Linked DNA regions of Gossypium hirsutum: region 1 is linked to region 2. The links are chromatin contacts, called in public Hi-C maps. All regions are on one chromosome and are shown on one strand. Each heading gives the region's core, a stretch centred on a gene start, on an enhancer-like site or on the middle of the called end of the contact. The rest is flanking DNA. Distances are from core to core; before and after follow the strand shown.

Evidence for each region. Hi-C and Micro-C count contacts between places; a contact is called where the count stands out from the background.
Region 1: a contact with region 2 is called in a Hi-C map of leaf, with 2.4 times the contacts expected there. The contact joins the promoter of LOC107903879 here to the promoter of LOC121217986 in region 2. A contact is called at or near these places in 2 of 34 Hi-C or Micro-C datasets (hypocotyl and leaf).

Annotation. Positions count from the first base shown.
Region 1 is chrD05:50,192,664-50,197,706 of Gossypium_hirsutum_v2.1, reverse strand. It overlaps LOC107903879, which reads left to right and starts at 3,717. Exons shown (of 2, transcript XM_016830056.2): 1 at 3,717-5,043. The coding sequence starts at 3,907.
Region 2 is chrD05:49,964,202-49,969,444 of Gossypium_hirsutum_v2.1, reverse strand. It overlaps LOC121217986, which reads left to right and starts at 2,313. Exons shown (of 9, transcript XM_041094812.1): 1 at 2,313-2,953; 2 at 3,354-3,431; 3 at 4,679-5,243. The coding sequence starts at 2,654.

The DNA of each region.
Region 1 (5,043 bases), core at 2,468-4,967, 230 kb before region 2:
TGGTGCCGGTACATGTGTTGGCATTTGTGTCAACATCGATGTCGGAATTGGGGTGTAACATGCTAGGGATAGAGGTGCCTCAAAATACATACCTGTAAGAGGTGTAGAGTTAGGGTGCTACGGTGGTGCATAGTGTAGTGCCATAGCTGAACCAAGGCATGTACTCCAAATAGGTCACCGTATCCGATGAGAAAAAGGGTTCGCGGATGGGTAAGAATTCCATCTTACGATCTCAAATGTGATGTACTCATTGTGTTATCTCGTCAATTTTCATCAGTCTTCCCTTACAAATCAAGCTTATGCAATGCTTCCATGTCTCAAGATGGCGATGAAATTTTTTGCCTCCACCGAAATTGTCGTTTCACTCAATTTGATTCATGCATCTCTCCTGTTGCTTAAACAATCAATGACACTTTCGCGTCCCACATACTCCAAACACTTTCTATGATATCTGGATCAACGTATGTCATTCATTCAAACTGTAGTACACAATTATAAATTTTATTATTATAGAATTTTAAATTTCAAATCATTGCGTAATTATTATAGGTTTGAAAAAATCAATAACAAACATAGGCTTCCGAGAGTTGATCTAACAATAGCCAGATATCTTTGAGCTACTTCGATAGTCCTACATAACTCAGCCTATGGTTCCACCTATTCAAGCAATATGTTAAATCGAACATATAATAAATAAACAACATTTACTATATTAACTACATATTGTTATCAAATGAATTTTACCTTGTCGCCAATGAGAATGTATAAGGGTTGTTCACTCGGGAATGTAGAAATGGTAGTCGCCACCACGCCCATGACTGTAACAGGAGTAGGCAACCACTGATTGACATCTTATCCGATTTTGTTACCCGACACAACTCTCAGTACAACGTGGGCAACATGACTGATCCTCAACTCGGTCGTCTACATTCTTTGAAGTCGGCTAGGTGTAGTAGCCACCTTACATGTACCAAAATTTGAGATTTGTCGAGCATTAGAATGCCCTTGATTAACCTCAGGATGAATGCTTAGGCGTATTGTTATTTGATGACATCGGTCGCGTTCAAAGGAAGTTCTTTGAAATTATTTTCCAACCACTTCATATCCAGTCGGCCACCTTGAAAACTGTTCGGCACCTTCCACAAAAATGCCTCGCAAAGGTCCTTTTTATCAGGAACGACCACTGACCCAGTAACAACTGGCTCATCCACCAGTAAATCAAGTTGTAAAGTTATGTTCTCAAGTGTGATTGTACACTCACCACGTGGAAGATGAAATGTATGTATATAGGGTCACAATCTTTCCACCAACACGCTGATAAGTGTATGATCCAATTTGCAGTTCCCGAGCATACAAGATGCATGTAAGAATCTTGCGTCTTGCAAATAACCAAGAATTTCGGTGTCTGGACTCTTTGACAAATTATGCATGAACCCCTCCAAAACACGATCATCCACCTATTTATATCGACAAAATAAAATATTTTAAAAATTAAAAAACTTTAAATTAACTTAATTGAAAATAACGAAATTTAGAATTTCTCCTTACCATTATCCCTTAAGCGACAGAAATGTGCTTATTGTTGAAACGAATCAGAGAGCTTACCATTCGTAAAAATTTAATCTAAATGAATATACGAAATAATTAAATAAAACTATAGTATTTTTAAACAAGTGTATAGGAAAATTTCGAACAAAACTTGAGGAAATTGAGAGAATTGTGATAATTGAGAGTTTAGAGAGAATAGGGATTTGGATTTGAATGAAAAGAATGAAAAATGATCTAGTATTTATAGGGAAAAAAAATTACCGTTGGCCTTTAAAATTTTTTACCGTTGCCAACATATAAAAAGTCATTGGAAAAACGACTGTCGGAGGAAAGTGCACCCAGCTGGACGTGTTTTCACACACTCTCCCCAAAAACAACATATTTCTCAAAATTAAAAAAGAAGAAGAAGAGCTATTTGACCAATTAAAAAAAACAGCATATATGCACAATAAAAATAAAACCACAAAATTCAATATAGAATTAAATTATAATGATAATTTTATCTCTAATTAATGATAACAATGATAAATATCAATAGAAATAAAATATAATAAAAATTGATCTCCACTTAAAATATAATAACAAATTTGCATATTAATCCTGAAAATATATAACCCGAAACATATAATTTTTGCCCAAAACGTGACCCTTACGTGCTGGACCTACCTTTGGACTGAAAGCGTGAAGCAAATATGGAGCTGATTGGGTTTCTAGGCGGTCAAGGATTGGGAGGTTGCCTTTTAGGACTTTCTTACCTGTTCATATCCTCAAGATGTTGCCTTTTGTATTTATCCCATAATTTAAATATAATACAATTAAATACGGAAAAATAAAATTAAATCATTATATTTTGATAAAAATAATTAAAATATAATAATATAGACATGATATTGATATATAAAATTTTCAGAAATATATATAACATGAATTATTATCATTTTAAATTTATATGAATATACTATTTTAAATAAGATTATGGTACTTAAAAAATACTAGTACAAAAATAACAACAATTTAAATCATCCCTGATTCCCTTCATTAAGCCATTTTTGTTTGGTAAGATTTTCTTCAACCGTCTTACGTTTAATCTTCGGTATAATATAATATATTGCAATATAATGGTGATGGGGTATGAACAAGTTGACAAGATACTATAGATTTGCTAATAAAATCAAGTTAAGTTCATAATATTAAATAAATTAAAAGCGTTTATGTAATTTAATTTTAAAAAAAATATTTGATGTCATTGTAGAAGAAATATATCCGTATCTTATTGAATTAAATTTCTATCAAAAAAAAATATTTTTTTATAAAAAACAAGTAGCAGAAATCAACTACATCAATATAGTTCTAATGAGAATTTTCCATAGTTTTGAGTTGCTGAAGTTCAGCCAACAACAAAGGCTGGAGGCTCTTTAAAAGTGCAAACCGTATTTAAATCTCTAGTAGCCATCTTCACCAAGTAATCTGCAATCTTATTTTGTTTTCTTGAAATATGTCAGAATCTAACTTGCTAGTCTTTCATAAGTAGAGAGTGAATGAGTCGTACCTCTCAGAAGCTATCCATTGCATACATTAGGAGTATAATTAATATTATTTCAGTTGGCATTATTGTTATTGTAGTAATTAAGAGGATTTGAATTTGACCACCTTTAAACATGTTTTTTTTCTCTAATTTAAAGGATTTTTTAACTAATAATTATTAAAAATACCAATAAATAAGTTATTAAAAATGAACTATTGTACGAAATATTTGGACTAAGTTTAAATCTTGAAATCATGCTAACAAGACTTAAACTTGTATTTAATAAAAATTAAAAATTATTAATAAAAAAGAACTACATGAATAATAAACCAAACGAAAAATAAAAAGAAAGCTTGAGTAAAAGGAAAGTAGTTTTTTATATAAATTAAATTATTTATTTATCTTTATTAATAAATAGATATATAGCATAAGTTGATGTCATCATGAGATAAACTGAATTATTTAAAAATTTAAAAAGTAAAACCTGTTAATTTTTAATTATGTAACAAACTATAAAAAAATAATTATTTACTTAAAAGAGCATAGGCATAAATATATTTTATTATAGATGAGGTTTTAGTCCTAATTGTCTTAATTTGAAAAATCTAAAGGAAAATCATAAAATTTTGGATTTTTTCAAAGATATTCAAAACTCAAAAAGAAAAAAAAGGGCAAAAAGAGAAACGAAGAAACAGCTAAGCAAAACCAGCTAAGCAAAAGCTTTCCGCTACCCAAGCATCTCCCTTTTCTCTCTATTTTTTGTTCCTTCTCTCTCTCTCTCTCTCTCTCTCTCCAAATCCCTCCCACCCTCCACCCCCGGCGAAAATCCTCTAATGGAATCCCCGCCTCCGCCATCCGCGGCAGCTCCTCCACTTTCCACCACCACTGCCACTGCTGCAGCCGCCGCCGCTCCCCCCGCCACCTATCCCGACTCCATAGACTCTTCCCCACGCTCCCGCAACACGGACTCATGGGACGACCCTGCTCTTCCCACTACTCTCCACCCAAAGCTCCGCCTCATGTGCAGCTATGGCGGCACCATCGTCCCTCGCCCCCATGACAAATCCTTATGTTACGTCGGCGGTGACACTCGTATGGTTGTTGTTGATCGCCACACTTCCCTCGCTTCCCTCCACCACCGCCTCTCCCTTTCTCTTCTCCGCGGCTGCCCTTTTACTCTCAAGTATCAACTTCCCTCCGAAGACCTCGATTCTCTCATCTCCGTTACAACTGATGAAGACCTCGAGAACATGATCGATGAATACGACCGAACTTGTTCCCAAACGACGTCGTCCAGCAAGTCCTCTCGTATTCGCCTCTTTCTTTTCCCTCTCAATCCCGACGGAACCCTAACGTCTTCTCATTCAATTGGGCCCATTATTAACAATTCCACCAAGTCCGATGAGTGGTTCCTTAACGCGTTGAATGGGTCCGGGTTGTTGAACCGAGGGTTTTCGGATCCCACGACCAACGTCAATTTGTTGGGTTTGGATGATGATCGTCAGGGCAACGTTGTTGAAGTTGGTTTGAAAGATGAAGGGAGTGGGAGCCAAAAGAATATGAATTCCAAAGGTCAAGATGTTCACTCCGTTCCTGATTCTCCTATGCTTGAAACCACTTCTTCTTTTGGTTCTACTTCTTCTTCTCCTTCGCTTGCTAACTTGCCTCCGATCCGGGTCCACGTTGAGGATCAGAAAGAGCATAAAGTGGGAATCGAGGAACAGTTTGCTCAATTTACTGTGACTGCTACTTCTGCTGCTGCTACTGGTGGTGCTGGTGGTGCAGTGAAGCAACAGGATGAAGTATTTGCGGCTATGTCGATGCCGCCAACGATGCCTGCCGGCATCGCTGCTTCTGGTGGTGGGGTGGGCTTGAATTCAGGAGTGGTTCCTGGGGAGTATTCGAATCGGGGTCTTTCCGATGATGAGAGATCGGATCATGGGGTTCCTGTGGGATATAGGAAAACACAA
Region 2 (5,243 bases), core at 1,064-3,563:
ACAACCCTATTTTATCTCATTGTCACCATTGTGTCTTATTAATTATTAATATGATCATTGTCAACAAATGACTGTGATAAATTACTCGTTCGAGAACAAACAACCCGTGGCCACGTTCTATATTTATCACTCCACATAATGCCAATGAGAAGATATCATTAACTCTTTAATTGAGCTATGAATTCCACTATTTCTAGTAAAGTCATGCCATACACAAGTCATGTACCCAACATATCGTCTACGGGCTTGATCATCTTTAAACCATAAGCCTCCACTTATATTAAAGCACATGAGTTGCATACGCATGGTCAGTGACTAACTCAAGATTTAAGTAAATCACACCATGAACATCATAAGTGAATTAATTCAAAAACGAATTCAGAATTAATTCATCTTGGGTCCAATCCAATGTATCATTCTACCAATGAATACATTTATGTCTCCACTCGTGGAATCAATTGCTCCGATAGCTAAGACTAGTGAAACACTTAGTTTGCCCATTGATGAATACTATATAAGCAGACTTTATAGAATCTGCCCATTAGCGAATACTAAACTTACACAAGCCTTATGGCAAACTAAGCTCCTTTGGCATATACATTAAGCCCATGCATTCACACAAACAACCTTTTTCGAGTTAGCCAAAACCCTAGTTCGTGTTCAGAGATCAATCATTCATTTTGTTTCCTTTGCCATGCTTGCCAGTCTAGTTTGCAATGTTCCTACCTTATTAGAGGCTACATAACCATTATTCATGTACAGCAATCTGTTCAATGCACTTTGCATCGAAGGCAACGCCATGAATTCATTACAAAGTCGTGTTTCATGTACCACAATTTGCCAATTTGATGAATATTTCATCAAAGGCAACGCTATGAATGCTTTTCTTTATTTTGACCATATGGTTCCTTTTTCAGAGTAAAATGGGTGATGACTTCACACAAAGTAAGGTTCTTTATCACTTTCATGAACATGCAATACTAGACTTTTCACCAGACATGTGAACTTATCTTGAACCAGACATGAACAGAAACACGATACACACACATGGGGTATAAAGGAACTCACCAGAAAATATAGCAAGGGTCAGACCGCAGGTCCCTTGCCTTTGTCTTAAAAGCCTTCGGGAGTTTCTTGAGCTATGACATAAATAGTTAACTTAAGATATTATGTTCTTAAGAAAAACTAAGCAAGGTTTCAAGAATACTAAATCAAAAAAACCCAAAATCTGGAAGTTTCCTCCACACTTTCCTTCTAAATTGATCCTAGATCATGAAATCCTAAGGCCCCATAAATAACCATGATAATAGCTTAAGTTATGTTGACATTTACTAGGTATCAAACATCGATGAAGTTTGCTAAATACAAGGAACCAAAACCTTCAAACTAGCCTTAGTTTTAGAGTGTTCCCAGGTGTTGTAGAAAGAGAATTTAGAGAGAAAATAAAGTTTGCCAAAGAAAGCACAAAGCTTGGTCAATAAGCTAATATTGGCTTTATACTAGCATGCACAGAAGGAAAAACTTAGTGAGCAAGTTTATTCTCCCCACTACCCCTCCTTTGATAACTATGAGTAATAACTTTCTCTTTCTTCTTAAATGCATGTCCTCTCAATATCAGATATCTTGTCTTATTCTAACTAACCCTTTTCAGGCTAAGTATCTCGTTCAACCAAAATAATAAGGCTAACAATACTAAGAAATAAACACTAACATCTATTAGTTGAGGTGTCATACACTCAGTAAAGGAGCTTTGGCAACCACTAAGCTCGTCTTAACATAGACTTCGCCCAAAGGTGTGCTCGCAGTCCTCAAGCACTTAGCAAGTTCTTAACATTTATTTTCTTAGAATTTATTCTATAAGTCTATCTCCATAAATAGTACTTCAATTCCCTAGACTACGCCGAACGAGATATTACACCTCAAGTATGAGTTAGATTGTGACAAGTCATCTTGTGAAGTTATGGCATTGTTGTTAGCCATCCCTACTCAAAAGGTGAATGATTATGCAATCTTTGACTTCTCATGTTGCAAATTGATGAAATTTGTAAATATAGAGGGTCAAATTTGTTAAATTATTTAAAATTAGAATTAAATTGATATAATGTATTAGTGTTGAGGATACCAATTAATGCCATGATTTCTATTAATGATTTGACGAGGGTGGATACAACAAAAACAAATGATAATATTAATGATGAAAATGAATATTTTTATAGTTTGGTAAATAAAAGAGAAACATGCTATAATTAAGTAACTAAGTTGTATGGTTTACCCAAATATTTGTAATATTCATTAACAGAATAAAGTAAGCATTTAGGCAAATTGCTCCCCCCCCCCCCCCCTTTTCTCATCTTTGGGTAAAAACAAACCGTCACGTATGGAGTGTAATGTTAAGAAAAGCGTGAGAAGGACTGGTATTTGGTATCCTACCATAGTTGTCCGGGTGAGCTAAAGTAATCAAAATCATATAGCGCTTTCAATTTTCGCGAATTTAACCATCACATTCACCACGTGGCCATCAGGGACAAATGCCAAGCCGTAGCCAACTCAAAATCATCATCCAAAAAGTCCACATTCGCTATTCAACCAAAAGAGAGAAAAGCAATCAAAATTCAAAGCGTTTGGAAGCAGAAGCAGCAGCGACTCAAAGAAAATGACCACGCTCCAATTCCATTCCCAATCCCGATTCGAATCCGATATCCGGTTCGCTTCCTCCACTTCCTGCAGTTTCCGTCCTAGACGGAACTTCACCCTCCCTCGTCGGTTTCGCCCTCGCCCTCCATCTCTCCACTCTCATTCCTCCACCTCTTTACGGCCACTCCCAAGAGCTTTCTCCAACGATCCTGCCGTTACCGAAAAGCCTTCTATTTGTACAGCCGACGAGCTCCACTATGTGCCTCTACCTAATTCTGATTGGCGCCTTGCCCTCTGGCGTTATCACCCTCCTCCTCAGGTTTTTTTTCTTCTCTTTCACTTTGCGGATTTTGTTATTACTAGTATTTTTCTTTCTTACTTTCTTTCTTTCCATGATGCTATGTTTGAGAATGCGAGTGTGAAGATCTGAAGTATGCTATATAAATTATGAGACAAATAGGTATAGTTTAGTTGAGATTGATTGTAATGCTATGTTTGAGAACATGAATGTGAAGATTTGGAATATGTTATCTGAATATGATATAGATACGCCTACATTATGTCTAAATTATATATTTGAAAGGTATATATGAATTTGTGATATATCTTGAATATTATATTTATATGTGCAATTTATACTAATTTTGAAATCCAAATTTATGTTTGGCTGCCTAATTGTTTTTATTTATAGATAGAGAGAATGATTTCTTTTTTAACAGGCGCTACCTAGAAATCACCCTCTATTATTATTATCTGGACTGGGGACTAATGCCATTGGGTATGATATTTCTCCTGAGGTAAATTAAGTTCTGCTTTTAATTTTATGCTAATTTACTTAATTTCAATCTTATGTGTTTTTGTTTTGAAATAGTAGAATGTTATTATTTTTTATCTTTTTATATGGAGGAAAAGTTTGGAAATGTTGAAATCTTCTATTTTCTGTTAGTTAAAACAAAGCATTGGAATGTTTGGCCTCCAATTAGTTTGGACATTACTGTCCAGCATCATTGTGGTTATAAACTGAAAAGTATAAAATAAAATTATAAAACAGTTCTAGTTCTATCATTAACTCTTTAATTTTTAGTTTTAATTTGGGATGAGAATACATGTTAAGTCATACTAGATGAAATAACCATACCTAATCAAGGATCCTCATTAATTTGTTTTTTGTGTTTTTTTCTTCAAATTATTATTTCAAAAGGAATTTTTTTATGACAAAAAAAGAGCCATTTCATGTATCTCAGAGTGGGTTTTGGGTTCACTAGTCTTGTATTTCTGTCCATTTCAGTATGCTCTTTTTTGCTTTTAGTATGGATGCTCAATTGTTTTTCTCTCAGATTATATAGGTTTTATGCTGCATGATGTTGTTTAGCTGTGTTTGCTCATGGATTGACCAGGAGTAATGGACATTTTATCTTTAGCTTATAATTAATACAACCCCAAACATTTTCAGTTTGAGATTTTCTATGATCCTCTTGATGCTTCATAGAAACCAAAATCTGACGAGTCCTGGAAAACCATTTAATGTACCATGTTGTATGTTAGTAGCTGTTGATATTATAAATATATATTAAATCATCACCTTTATTTATCCAAGTGATAGCTACCTGTGAGATGTCATAATTTCTAAAGCCCAAGCCTGATCCTTGATGAGCCATTAGGCATATATTGTTGAACCAAGCTTAATGTGAAACTTACACTTGACAGTTCAATCCATATGGACCCTTTACGTCACCAACAGTCATCACCTGTTGACTTCATTAGAAAACCTGTTGTGCATTTCTTTGACAATTGTATAGATAGCCTTGTTTAGACAACAAATGTAGCCTATACATTTTATGGAAGAAATTACATTACAAAATATTCTATTCTCTAGGTTCTCTCATGCTAAGTTCCATTTATTCTTCCCGTTTTGGCATGGTTACTTGAATACTTAAATAAACAACACCTTCCAAATTTACATGTATCCTCCAAGATGCTTAATATTATTTCCTTCTCATGTACTGATAAATATGATACTTTTCCTGATAAATTCGGTATGCAGTCTTCATTTGCGAGATACATGTCTGGCCAAGGATTTGACACATGGATTCTTGAGTTTCGTGGTGCTGGGCTGAGTGTGCAGGCATCAAATTTGAAAGAACTTAAGCAATCTGCTGATGCAGTATCTGAGCAGATTGAAGCTATAGCTAAGAGTGTGGCAAATGAAGTGTCTCCTCAGAAGCAGCCAACCGGTGTTTCTGGTTACCTATCCGATTCTGAGTTTTATTTTCTTAGAGAAGATTCAATAGGGATTGGAACGGCATGGGATGAAGCAAAATTGGTTGCAGAGTTAACAGAAATTTTCATGCGTTTGTCTGAGAGACTTTCTGGCTTTCTTAGTGAAAGTCAATCAAGACTAATATCAACTAAACTATTAGATCAGATATCAAAACTTTTGGAAGATTCTCAATTATCTGAACGCTTTGAGGAGGTGAGGATAAAGCTCGCCAACGTATTAGAAAAACAACAAAACTCAGTTATTGCCAGCCAAATTAGAGATCTGAGTCAAAGACTTGTAAATATTATTGAGGGAGGCCAACGATCTGTTTCACCTCAGTTCATTGATA